Linked DNA regions of Mus musculus: regions 1, 3 and 4 are each linked to region 2. Evidence: chromatin contacts called from public HiChIP or PLAC-seq data. All regions are on one chromosome and are shown on one strand. Each heading gives the region's core, a stretch centred on a gene start, on an enhancer-like site or on the middle of the called end of the contact. The rest is flanking DNA. Distances are from core to core; before and after follow the strand shown. Region 1 overlaps Col6a4 (collagen, type VI, alpha 4). Region 2 holds the start of Pik3r4 (phosphoinositide-3-kinase regulatory subunit 4). Region 3 has its middle 19 kb from the start of Gm51688. Region 4 has its middle 25 kb from the start of Col6a5.

Evidence for each region. HiChIP or PLAC-seq counts read pairs in DNA pulled down with a chosen protein or histone mark.
Region 1: an H3K27ac HiChIP or PLAC-seq map of SST interneurons shows a contact between it and region 2, with 5 times the contacts expected there. The contact joins the enhancer-like site here to the promoter of Pik3r4 in region 2. A contact is called at or near these places in 3 of 39 promoter capture datasets (embryonic stem cells, hippocampal neurons and neural stem cells), 2 of 484 Hi-C or Micro-C datasets (cerebral cortex and forebrain), 22 of 115 datasets of contacts at active chromatin or transcription factors (the NIH/3T3 cell line, SST interneurons, VIP interneurons and 13 more) and 2 of 9 other capture datasets (adipose tissue and embryonic stem cells).
Region 3: a contact with region 2 is called in an H3K4me3 HiChIP or PLAC-seq map of embryonic forebrain, with 5 times the contacts expected there. The contact joins the enhancer-like site here to the promoter of Pik3r4 in region 2. A contact is called at or near these places in 1 of 39 promoter capture datasets (embryonic stem cells), 2 of 484 Hi-C or Micro-C datasets (the N1E-115 cell line and cerebral cortex), 14 of 115 datasets of contacts at active chromatin or transcription factors (astrocytes, embryonic basal ganglia, embryonic forebrain and 7 more) and 2 of 9 other capture datasets (adipose tissue and embryonic stem cells).
Region 4: a contact with region 2 is called in an H3K4me3 HiChIP or PLAC-seq map of embryonic basal ganglia, with 3 times the contacts expected there. The contact joins the enhancer-like site here to the promoter of Pik3r4 in region 2. A contact is called at or near these places in 5 of 39 promoter capture datasets (embryonic stem cells, frontonasal cranial neural crest, hippocampal neurons and 2 more), 2 of 15 datasets of contacts at CTCF or cohesin (large pre-B cells and pro-B cells), 1 of 484 Hi-C or Micro-C datasets (forebrain), 21 of 115 datasets of contacts at active chromatin or transcription factors (the 230-238 cell line, SST interneurons, embryonic basal ganglia and 9 more) and 2 of 9 other capture datasets (adipose tissue and embryonic stem cells).

Annotation. Positions count from the first base shown.
Region 1 is chr9:106,037,515-106,040,651 of GRCm38.p6, forward strand. It overlaps Col6a4 (collagen, type VI, alpha 4), which reads right to left. Exons shown (of 38, transcript NM_026763.2): 19 at 3,058-3,123. Among named protein-coding and RNA genes, the nearest start is that of Col6a4, 58 kb to the right of the region's middle. Within about 2 kb of position 1,592, at least 20 of the 459 cell types and tissues checked have an H3K27ac peak or open chromatin away from gene starts, as enhancers often do. A contact at or near this core is called in SST interneurons, VIP interneurons, cerebral cortex and 1 more, where this site is marked.
Region 2 is chr9:105,641,702-105,644,538 of GRCm38.p6, forward strand. Pik3r4 (phosphoinositide-3-kinase regulatory subunit 4) reads left to right here and starts at 1,294. Exons shown (of 20, transcript NM_001081309.1): 1 at 1,294-1,689; 2 at 2,495-2,837. The coding sequence starts at 2,536.
Region 3 is chr9:106,114,703-106,117,588 of GRCm38.p6, forward strand. No RefSeq gene overlaps it. Among named protein-coding and RNA genes, the nearest start is that of Gm51688, 19 kb to the right of the region's middle. Within about 2 kb of position 1,294, at least 20 of the 459 cell types and tissues checked have an H3K27ac peak or open chromatin away from gene starts, as enhancers often do. A contact at or near this core is called in embryonic basal ganglia and embryonic forebrain, where this site is marked.
Region 4 is chr9:105,983,871-105,986,628 of GRCm38.p6, forward strand. No RefSeq gene overlaps it. Among named protein-coding and RNA genes, the nearest start is that of Col6a5, 25 kb to the left of the region's middle. Within about 2 kb of position 1,336, at least 14 of the 459 cell types and tissues checked have an H3K27ac peak or open chromatin away from gene starts, as enhancers often do. A contact at or near this core is called in SST interneurons and embryonic basal ganglia, where this site is marked.

The sequences.
Region 1 (3,137 bases), core at 342-2,841, 400 kb after region 2:
GACACTTAAGAGTGGGAGGGCTTTGAGGGGGTAGGGATGGGGGAAGTGATATAATTCTATTTCAACTTTTAAAACTTTAAAAAAGAAAGCAATATTGTATAAACACTATGTTTCTTCAGCGTGACGTCTCCACCATGTCCATATAGAGTGATTTCCTTTTTTTCTATGCCTGTTGGATATGCATGGTTATGTGTTTTAATGCCCTTGATTAATCTTCAAGTGGCTCAGGAAAACACATGCTCAAACACACAGACACATGCCCATACACACGCCCATACACACGCCCATACACACGCCCATACACATGTGCACACTCACTCACACAGATGGACCGAAAGCAGATATGGTGATGGTTACAATTCATTCCTATAACTATATTTTTTTCCCTGTAGATCTAGAATTTTGCAAAATAAGAAGCACTGTGAATCTTTCATGAGCCATGTCAGTAACTCAGAAGGCAAGGGAAAGCAATGCATATGTTCTGTGTTATAGAAAGGGAGTTTTTTTCCATACAAATTCAGTCTCAGGTGGAATACACTCATGCAAACCTGAGCTTTCCACTTACCACTGCGACAGGGATGTTTTCCATATAAAGAAACAGTGTTCCGACTGATGGCCTAGCTCACGGGTGGAGTACTTGCCTGACATCAAAAGCTCCCAGTTTTAATTCCCAGCAGAAAGAAAAGGGTGGGGATGGGAAAAGGAGGGGGGTGGAAAATATGTAGAAAACCAAGCATGGTGGCTCATGCCTGTAATTCCAGAACTTAGAAGACCGGTGCAGGAAGATAGGCAATGAGTTGAGGCTAGCCTGGGCTACATAGTAAGACTATCAAACCACCAACAGAAATAGTTCTCCTTGTTATGTTTCACTGCCCAACACGACTACACCATGTGAAAGCAAGCGTGTATAAGAGTCATCTTTGATTATTAAATGCTGACTATTTCATCTCTGACCTTTTCTGAGACAGGGTCTCATGTATACAGCCTGAGTGACCTAGAACTCACTATGGGGCCAAGGGTGAGTTTCAGCTTCCAGTCCTCCAGCCTTTTACCTCCCAAGTGCTGGCCTTACAGATGTGTACCACCATGCCCAGCTTATACATGGTGGGGTTTGTACATTGCTAGACAAGTACTCTACCAACTGAGCCGCAGTCCCAGTCTAATTTTTAGTTATTTTTAAAATCACTACAATAATAATAATTGGAGCTAAGTCTTTCTATTGTCCCCTGATCAGCTTTAAGGAAGATATCAACTCACAGGCATTGGAATTTCTCTCTGTCTCTCTTATCTCTCTCTCTCTCTCTCTCTCTCTCTCTCACTCTCTCTCTCTCTCTCTCTCTCTCTCTCTCTGTGTGTGTGTGTGTGTGTGTGTGTGTGTGTGTGTGTGTGTGTGTCTGAGATTGCTTTTCCACTCCTGACCTGCACAATTGGTTCTCCACTCCTTCCCACACTAGGTATGTAATACAATTTCTCTGCTTTGTTGGAAACACTATTTCGGAGGAATTTTCCAGACTTAACTGTGACACTGATCCCAGGGCCTCTCGGAAATAATAGCAAGGAAATACTGCCCCCTAGCGGTCTATCTTCTAATCGCTGGCAGAATCTAATCAAGCATGGCTTATGTAAAGGAGTAATTTACTATCATCTAAGTCTATTCAAAGGATATTCACTAACACCCTTCTTTGAGCCCAGCATAAGAAAAGAAACCACAAGAGACACAAAATTCAATCATACAGGGCACAATCTGAAACAGTTACAATTTCTGTTCCACACACAAGAATGGAGTCAAGGCTAACAGGCTAAAGTCAAGGATGGAGGCCTTTGGAAGCTGTGGCCCTGAGGCTCTCACTACAGTTGTGGTGCTGTGATGGCCACCACACTGAACAGTGTGTTCAGAAGCCTGGATTCCTTTCTAGCAGCAAGCCATGAGCATTCTATGGCTCTGCTGTCTTCATGACATTTCTTACCATGACAACCAATGACTCACAGAAACCAGATGGTTCATCTACCCATCTTCCAAATGAGGATCCTGAGGCCTAGGAGCTGCTAAGGGTGGATTCCGCTATGTGTGCTTAGCTCAGTCCCAGGGAGCAGCCATTCACATGGCTCTCTGACCTTAACCTACTGAGGGGAAACAACCCAATGCTATTTGTATAATACAACCATAACTAATGACTGGGTGAAACCGCTTTCCCACACAGTGACATAGAAATGACCTTGTCCCAAGCTGAATTCCACTCAGGACCTGGATATACATAACATGGATTCTAGCTAGCCACAATCTAAGCCCTGTGGTTTTATCAAAGGATCCAAAATAGGAATTCAAAGTCAAGGTTCCCCTCCAGTTGCAGATATTTGCTATCCAGATCGCATGCCCAGAAATTGGGAACCATGAGATATGAGGACTGGGACACTCATTATCTTAGGCATGTTTCAGAATCGTGCATTTTAATGTCTGAGACATGAAAATCTAAAACTGGCTTCGGAGACATTAGCATCCGTCAAGCTGACAAGTCTCTTTGCTCTCTCTAATGTCTTCCACTGTGGTGGCTCCAGTCTTCAGAACTAGACAGACATCTCATCTTTACAACTGTCTACCACCCAATTTGCACCAGTCAGCTCCGGCTATGATGGAAAGCGAGCCAGCTGCATAATGACTTTGAGATCAGCACAGCATGCCAGGAAACTCACAGCAGAGAAGAGTCGAGACCTCCCTGAGTTGAGGCTTTCATTTTAGGCAAGAACCTAAAGACTGAATAGGCTTAAGGTCACTTTAAAACCATTACTAGCATGCAGTAACAAGGGGGTGGGAACTTGTGTAGGAAAAAGAAATGGTAAAGACAAGAACTCAAGGATTAGGCAGTAAGGGGAGGTTGGCATTCAGGGCTCCTGAGTCCATGGAAGATGGGAACCCTGTGGCTTTGCCCCACCTCCTATGGGGATTCGGCCAATGGGGATTCAGCCAGTGGGGATTCAGCCAATGGGGATTCAGCAAAGTATCCATGTGTTCTGAAAGAGCCTGTCTGGCATCCCTACATGAACCTCCAACCATCTTACCTGATGTCCACGCCTTCCCTTTTCTCCCTTGGGGCCTTGGATGAGATTATCAATTCCAGGATCCCCCTGAGAAAACAAAA
Region 2 (2,837 bases), core at 44-2,543:
ATCAAGTTCTGGCTTAGCCTGCTTCAGGCTTATGGGAGGCTACAGTTTAAGGTTTCAGAGGGTTAGTCAAAGATCACCGTGGCAGGGATCAATCATCGCAGCTGGCAGGCAGGAGCTGAGAGTTACAGCCTGGTCAACAGGCAGCAGCAAGAGAGGGACACTGGGCCTGGCCTAGGCTTTTTAAACCTCAAAGCCAGTGACACACCTCCCCCAATAAAGCCACACCTTCTAGTCCTCTAAATAGCCCACCCACTAGGGACTAGATATTCAAATATACAACCCTTTGGGAGCCATTCTCATTCGAACCAGCACAGTAGCAAAAGCAAGAAAATTAGAACACAACTCCAGCAAAGACCCATTCTTTTTACCATGATGCACCCAGGTAATTCCAGCACCCAGTAAGTTGGGGCAGGGGGATGTATTTCAGCTAGCCTGAAATACAGAACGAGACCTTGCTTTCAAAAATAGAATGAATAAAGAATTAAAACCAGCCAATCTTGACACTTTGAAAAATGGTTTTAACTTGATTTTTTGACAATCTTATACATGTATAATGTGATTACTGTAATACCCCCACCCCTAATTAACCAGCACTTTCAAATATTTTTTTTCCAAGACTCACTGAGTTTAGGCAGTGAGTTTGGGGCTATCCATTGGAGTCTGGTGGGCACTCAGTAGGGAGTCAATTGAAGAAAGTGGTTTCTCTCCTAGAATACATTAGAAGCCAAGTCTTTATCACAGAGAGGTAGGGTGCATACACTTCCCCAACCAATGGTTGACTTAAAATGCCAGGTGTTGTGTAGGTTCACTGTAAGATTTACTCCTGCTGTGAAGCCATGACAGCTTTGGCTCTGCCATACCGAGATAACTTGTGTGTGTACATACAAAATATGCATGCATGCATACATACATACATACATTTTTTTTTGGAGAGAGGATCTCTCTTTATAGACAGGCTAGCCTCTAACAAATCCATCTACCTCTCCTGAGTAATGAGATTAAAGGTTCGTGTCACCCCAATTGTGCACTTTTTAAACCGACGAACTTTATGACACATAGCTTCTCACTCAATAAAGTTGAAATCCAACTTAGTGGGGGAGCTAGGTTTTCTAAGTACGTGGGTAAGTTTACTTAGAGCCATTGGTCACAGAGTTAGTGAAGAAAAGCACCTCCTGCTTGAGGCAGCGAGGCCACGCTTCCTTCCCTTGTTTCCTAGCAACCGGCTTCCTACTGAACGCTTCCTCAAGCCTCCGTCCGTCACTTCCGATCTCAACAGGAAGTGAGGTCAACCCGGAGGCTTTCCCGGGAGTTCAGCGTTTGCCGCAGGTGAAGTCGTCTTCCTGGACGGGCACTGTCCCTGTCCCTGTCCCTGTCCAGGGCTGCTGCAAAGGCCCTGGGATCCGGGGACTCGAACCCGCGGGGGCCCAGGGCGGCAGGGGAGGAGCCGGCAGCGAGGCTGCTGGGTGTCCGGAGTCCCGAGTGTGTTTGCTCTCCCAGTTGTTCACCCCCAGCTCTAGATCTCGGACGTGTCTGCGCTCCTGCCCCAACTACCCCGGTCCCGTGTCTGAAAGAAGACCCCTCACAGAAAACATTCTCCTGGCCGGCTTCCGTTCACGCCCAAGCCCCTCGGAGCTCTGCCAAGACCTCCCTGGGATCTTTCAGCGACTTTTGAGTTGCCAGAGGCCTGGGGTAAATGTTTTCCTGAGTGCTCAACTATGGGGTAGGGAGACAGTTCCTGCAAAATGTGGGGTTAGGTAACTTGGGGCAGTGTGCATTTCGGCTTACTTTTCTTGAATGTTTCTGGCGGGGTTTCTTGTTGCAAACTGGAGGAGTTTGCCTTGGTTTAGGAGGAGGGAGACATCACTGCGAGGATGCAAGGCCCAGTTGATGCTAATTCTATAGATCTGATTGATCCTCCCAGGACTTAAAATGATCCGTTTGTATCATGTGATTCGTTCTTTTAAGCGTTTAGCGTGTTTCTTACTTGCAAGTAAACTAGTTTTCCCGGACAAGGACCGAGGCATACGGTACTTTTACGACTTTAATAGTATCACACAGTGAATGCATGTTTTTAACATTTTTAGCTTAATGTTGAAGGGACTACGTTGTGCATAGTGGGATCTCAGCCCTTACGAGGTGGAGGCTAGAGGATCTGGAGTTCAAACTCACTTCTCGGGCTACATAGAGAGTTCCATGCCAAGCCTGGGCTACACAGACCTTATCTCTAAAATAAAATGTTGAAGGCATGTATGTAATTAAACAGTTTAGCGGCTGGAAAGAATGACATGACGTAGCACCATATTTTTAGATAAAAGTAATAAAATCTACTTAGATAATTTTTTCTGAATTTGAGACAGATCTGGGACTCACATTCACACACATAGTAGGTAAAGGTACAGATGTCTTTTAGGAAAAGGCCAAATAATGGCGATTTCACTGTTTCTTTGTTTCTCTCCATTTTAATCTCTCTCCTGCTCGACATCCTTTTACCCAGGTGTTCTGTGTTAAGCTGCTGTCCCAGAGGTGCTGGGCATTATGGGAAATCAGCTGGCTGGCATCGCTCCTTCCCAGATCCTGTCTGTAGAGAGTTATTTCTCAGACATCCATGACTTTGAGTATGATAAGAGCCTGGGAAGCACTCGGTTTTTTAAAGTCGCTCGAGCCAAGCACCGGGAAGGCCTGGTGGTTGTGAAGGTCTTTGCAATTCAGGATCCCACGTTACCCTTAACTAGTTATAAACAGGAGCTGGAGGAACTGAAAATCAGGCTCCACTCCGCCCAGAACTGCCTCCCCTTCCAGAAAGCAGCAGAAAAGGCGTCTGAGAAAGCAGCCATGCT
Region 3 (2,886 bases), core at 44-2,543, 470 kb after region 2:
GAAGCCTCACAACCCTGGGTAACTACAGTTCCAGGAGACTCCTTATCTCTGCAGCTTCCACACATGTGGTACACATGTACACACTCAGTCACACACACTTGTGTGTGTTAAATAAATGAGTACATTTTACAAATTGTTTTTAAGAAGAAAACAGCTGGTAAGCTGACTTGGTTGGCAAAGGTGATTGCCACCAAGCCATGATGAGTTCAATCCGTAGGACTCAAGTTGTAAAAGTAGAACTCTTAAAATCTGTGGCCTGGGCTGGTGAGATGGCTCAGCAGGTAAGAGCACCGACTGCTCTTCCAAAGGTCCTGAGTTCAAATCCCAGCAACCACATGGTGGCTCACAACCACCCAGAACGAGATCTGATGCTCTTTTCTGGAGTGTCTGAAGACAGCTACAGCATACTTACATATAATAAATAATTTTTTTTAAATCTGTGCCCTGAGCTCCTCACCATACACACACACAGACACACACACATGTGCGCGTGCATAAGTAGATGTTAAGATTTTTACAGGAGGAGGTGAGAGTGAAGTGAGAAGAGAGGGGAGGAGGAGAGAGGAGGAGGAGGGAGAGTCATGGAGCAGGAGAGGAGGGGAAAAGAGAAGGAAGGGGAGTGAGCAGAAGGGGGCAGGAAGAAGGAGCAGAAGGGGACAGGAGGAGAGGGCAGGAAGGGGCAAGAAGAGGAGGCAGGAGGGGCAGGAGGAGGGGGCAGAGGGAGCAGGAAGAGGCAGGACAAGTAAATAACTCTGGCATTTGAAATGACTTGTATGGGACTGGAGACATTTTGCTAACTGAAATAAACCAGACAATGACACTTAGACAAGGAGTCTGAAGCATTCAAACTCAAAGAAGCAGAGAGTAGCGAGGTGGTTACCGAGGCTGGAGAGTGAGGGGAACCTGGAGGTGATGTCAAAAGGCACAGATCTCAGGCCAGGGGATTATTGTTTTTAGTTCTTCCAGGCCTCATACTGAATAACAGTTGAGAGGAGAGAGAGATACATTTCAAAACTGTGGAATGACCCAAATGTTCTCAGAACAAAGAGTTTCTGCGGTGTCCAATGTAACCAGCTTAGCTCACTTTATCCATACATCCTCCCCTCGCTTGGAGCCCCAACAATTTATACAACTGTAAATTGCCAATTTACAATTTCAAAAGAATCATTAGCTACACTTCCATTCCAGAGCGGGAGGAGCAAAGGCAAACTCAGCCCTGTCAGGCAGTAATTACTGACAGGAAAGCAGCAGAGGGTGAGGGGACCGGGCTCAGAAGGGAGGCCTCTGATTGACAAGGTAAAATTGGAGGAGGAGCATGGCATTAACGAGCAAATCAAAGTTGGGAGGGGGAGGGGACGGTCTTAGCCTGGCTGGAAACGTCTTTCATAGTGACATTCTGAAAAGAAACAGATGAACCTTCAGAAATCACGTGGCAGCATCACACCTGGCCACGACTATCCACGGAGGCACGGAGAAGCCACGGAGACAACATCCTCAGATCCTCAGGGAAGGGGCATAGACCCTGCCTCTCACTGGGATGTGTGTCGGAGAAACTGTGGACAAAGCTTCCACAGAGGAAGTAGAGACTGCGTGCTTGTGTCTCTTATGTTTCTAAAGAAAAGGGGGGCAGAGAGGGAGAGGAAGAAAAAGAGGCTGAGAGAGAGAGAGAGAGAGAGAGAGAGAGAGAACAAGGGAGGGAGGGAGGGAGAGGAGGGAGGGAGAGGAGGAGGAAAGGAGGGAGGGAGGGAGGGAGGGAGGGAGGGAGGGAGGGAGGGAGGGAGAGAAGGAGGCAAGGAGGGAGGGAGGGGAAGGAAGGGAGGGAGGGAGGGAGGGAGGGAAGAATTGAATCTTACCTCAGTTTGTCCTCATCTCTGCTCTTGGCAAAGTTGTTAGACAGTTGAAAGACCTGAGAACAAACGCTATTACTAATCCAGAAGTTCAGGGCCGGTTACAACATGGGAGACACTCTGCTGCTGACCATGGTGTCTGGCAGCAGTCTTAGCCTTCGGTTGGTGAAACTACAGTCTGTTCATACATTCTACCTAGCAGTCACAAAAGATGTTCGGTCACATCCAGAGGAGGGCAACACACAGGGGCTAAGCTGGACCAGCAGAAATGATGTGCAGAAGCGGTTTTGTCTTAACCTCTTGTGCTCTGCTCTTTGGTTATCACACCACTGAAAGAATGGATCCCAAGAAAGTCATTTCCCCAGGGATCTCTGACTGGGAAGAACAATATCTGGGGTTCCCAGCAGAGGAACTTGTCTCCAGGAGAAAGATCTACAACTCATCAGATGATCTTGCTGGAGAGACTTTGGGCTGAGGCAGTGATGGACAGGGACCACACCTTGGCTGCACAACTTAGTTACACATCTTTCTTGCTTTACATTTAAGCCCTGCCCTCATGTCAGGACCCCAGAGATAGATAGGACATGGACACTGAACCTCTGTCTGTCTTCCTCTTTTTTCTGCTTTTCTCTACTAACTTGGCTCTTTTAATTGGACTGAGGATGGACGGGTGGATGGGCTTCTAGCTGGGGTACCGCTCCCTGAGTCTGTTAAGTTCCACTCTGGAAGGAAGGGGTTACTATACTCACTCAGGAGGGAGAGCACACACATCCACACACTTTGCAACTGAAATTCACCCCTGCTTTTTAAACTAAAATATTAAAAACACACACACACACACTCCCTCCCAGCTAAGTCTTTTCTTATTTCCTACCCTGCATGAATCACTCACCTGCTCAGACATTCACAAGTGCTCCCCAGACAGCTCAGTGAAATGAATTCAGACTTCTTCCGTGAATAAATGAACAAGCACTTTCCAAAAAAGTCATTATTGGAAGGCTGAAGGGGAAAGCCAGGCAAGGAACCAAACAACCTCACA
Region 4 (2,758 bases), core at 86-2,585, 340 kb after region 2:
AAATGATATCAGCTCACTTGTCCTGCATACGCGCTTCTGGGAATGTTCTAGATTTCTGTGGTGCATAGGACATAAATGTGCAGCTTAATGCACAGGTACTGAGTGAATACCAATGGCTACACAACTCCAGACGGAGACTGGAGAATGTCAACACCCATGCTCCACTTCACAGTTCTAGGCTTTTCCTTCCTCAAAAGGAACAGAGAGCGGCGTGCCCAGGAAGCAGTCTCAGGTATAGGTAGGCACGAATGATGCTTATACGGGACTGCCTGAAGATCCATATCTGTGGGTGGGAAGGGAAGAACTAGGCAGAGAGATGCTGAGTGCGGCTAGAGCTCAGACTTCATCCATCTCCTCAGGCAGCTCTGGGGTTGACCTGTCGCACAGTGAAGCTGACATTTTAAACTCAGCTTTGATCAGCATCTGGACCCATCTGCCCCCAGGAGGGTGTGAATCCTCTTTAAATCCAAAATCCTCCTGAAGTCTCATCTAGGGGTCACCTGCCAGGAGTTACAGAATGCTGAGAGGTAAAAGGATTGAAAGGGAAAACACGAAATATGCCTTTGTGGATAATATGAATATCTCTCTGGAAAGATAAAACATGCTAAAACACCAATGTTACAAGTGAATCCTGCTCCATCAGACGCAAGCCTGCAGCATCTGGCTACAGCTGGCCACAGTGGACAGCTAAGATGGCTGAAGAAAAAAAAAAAACCTTTATGGTTCTGCACCCACCAGCTGAATATGTGCAATCAATCTATACTTACTGTCTTTGTCCTGCTATCAAAAAAAATGTATCTTTTCAGATCTATTCTTGTTGCTGAACCTTAATTCAGCTTGATTCATTTATTTTCAACCTTGCTTATCCTGATTTTAAAGTGTGTGTGTGTGTGTGTGTGTGTGTGTGTGTGTGTGTGTGTGTGTGTGTGCATTTGCTGCATCATGCACATGGAGGTCAGAAGACAACTTACAGAGATCAGTTCTCTCCTTCCATCATGGGCTCAAACTCAAGCTGTCAAGGTATGATACCAAGTGCCCTCACCCACTGAGGCAGCTACTCATTCTTCCAGCACTTGGGGTTATTCACAAGCTGGATGATTTTTTTTTTAAGAGCCATTGAGAATAGGGTATGGGGGTGTGCACATGTCTTGGCGAATTTCTAGGTTAGATGCTTAGGAACAAATTTGCTGGGTGCTCACTAAAGCTGTTTAAAATTTTCAATTCCACTAGAAAACCCCAAATACTTTCTGGTTTTTGTAGTCCTGTGGTTCCCTGTGGGGCATCCCTGGGGACAGGTTTGGAAATGGTGTGGTGACAACCCTGTCGTCTCAGTGACTCATGACAACAAAGATTTCCTTCCCAGCTCATTGGAGCTGCTTGCTATGCATTCCAGCCAGCTGCTGCATAATTACCGCAGGTCCCGGAACAATGGATCAGACCGGCATCTGCTCACCCAATCACCTGCATGCTTTATACCCTCATATCTTTGTGGTTTTTTAATCTCTAGAAAGGGACTCTAGGGCAGCTAGTGACCAAACCAACCGCCAGGAGACTGAGCACACGACTGTGCCATGGCTTCTGTGGGATCGGAAAGCTCGTGGGCTTTAAAGCAGACACTTGTTTGGTTCATTAGACTCTGGATCGGTAATCTGAGGTTGCACTTGTTTGGCTGCTTCTCTGCCGCCTAGGAGATGAGCTAGAGAAAGAACAATGTCACCTGCAAGCAGAATTTAAAGAGAATGTAAATGGTCAACAACTGGTGCCCTCTGCGATCTGCTCAGCCAGGAAAATCAAGCCCAGAGAAGTTGTTGGATGCTGAGTTCATATCCCTTGTCTTGGTATATTTCACAACATCATAATAGCAACAGCTGCATTAAAAACATACGATTGACCCAGGTATGGTGGGAGGCAAAAGCAGGCAGATTTCTCTTCTATGGAGTGAGTTCTAAGGCACTTAGTGCTACTTGAGGAGAACCTGTCTCAAATACACACACACACACACACATACACACACACACACACACACACAAACACACGGGGGGAGGGGGAGGGAGGGAGGGAGGGAGGGAGGGAGGGAGAGAGAGAGACCGACCAAAGGTCTATTACAAGATAACAAAACTCAAGCAAAGATTAGTACTATTCTTGGTACCAATAGTACCAAAGAGTACCCAGGCAAAATGGCCTCCGCTTAGAAAATGCATATGTATGTATATGCAGATGCATATATCTATGTATGTATACACTATGTATACACACACACATACAAGGCTCCTCTAGCCCAGGATGACCTTGAACTCACTTACTCTGTATCTGAGGGTGACCTTGAGCTCCTGATCCTCTTGGGTTACAGATATGTGTCACCATAACTCATTTCGTTTTGTTTTCTTTTCTTTTTTGTTGTTTTGTTTGTTTGTTTGTTTGTTTGTTTGTTTGTTTTTTGAGACAGGGTTTCTCTGTATAGCCTTGGCTGTCCTGGAACTCACTCTGTAGACCAGGCTGGCCTCGAACTCAGAAATCCACCTGCCTCTGTCTCTCAAGTGCTAGGATTAAAGGCATGTGCCACCACTGCCCGGCTAACTCATTTTGTTTTATGGGACAAGATATTACTATGTTGCCAGTCACAGACCTTGAACTTACTGATCTTTCTGCTTCAGCCTAACCTGTGATATGCATGTGTACACGCATGCATACATGACTGTGTATGTGCAGGTGTGTATGTATAGTCCTCAAGATCAAAGTTAAAAGCTCTCTTTCCCTG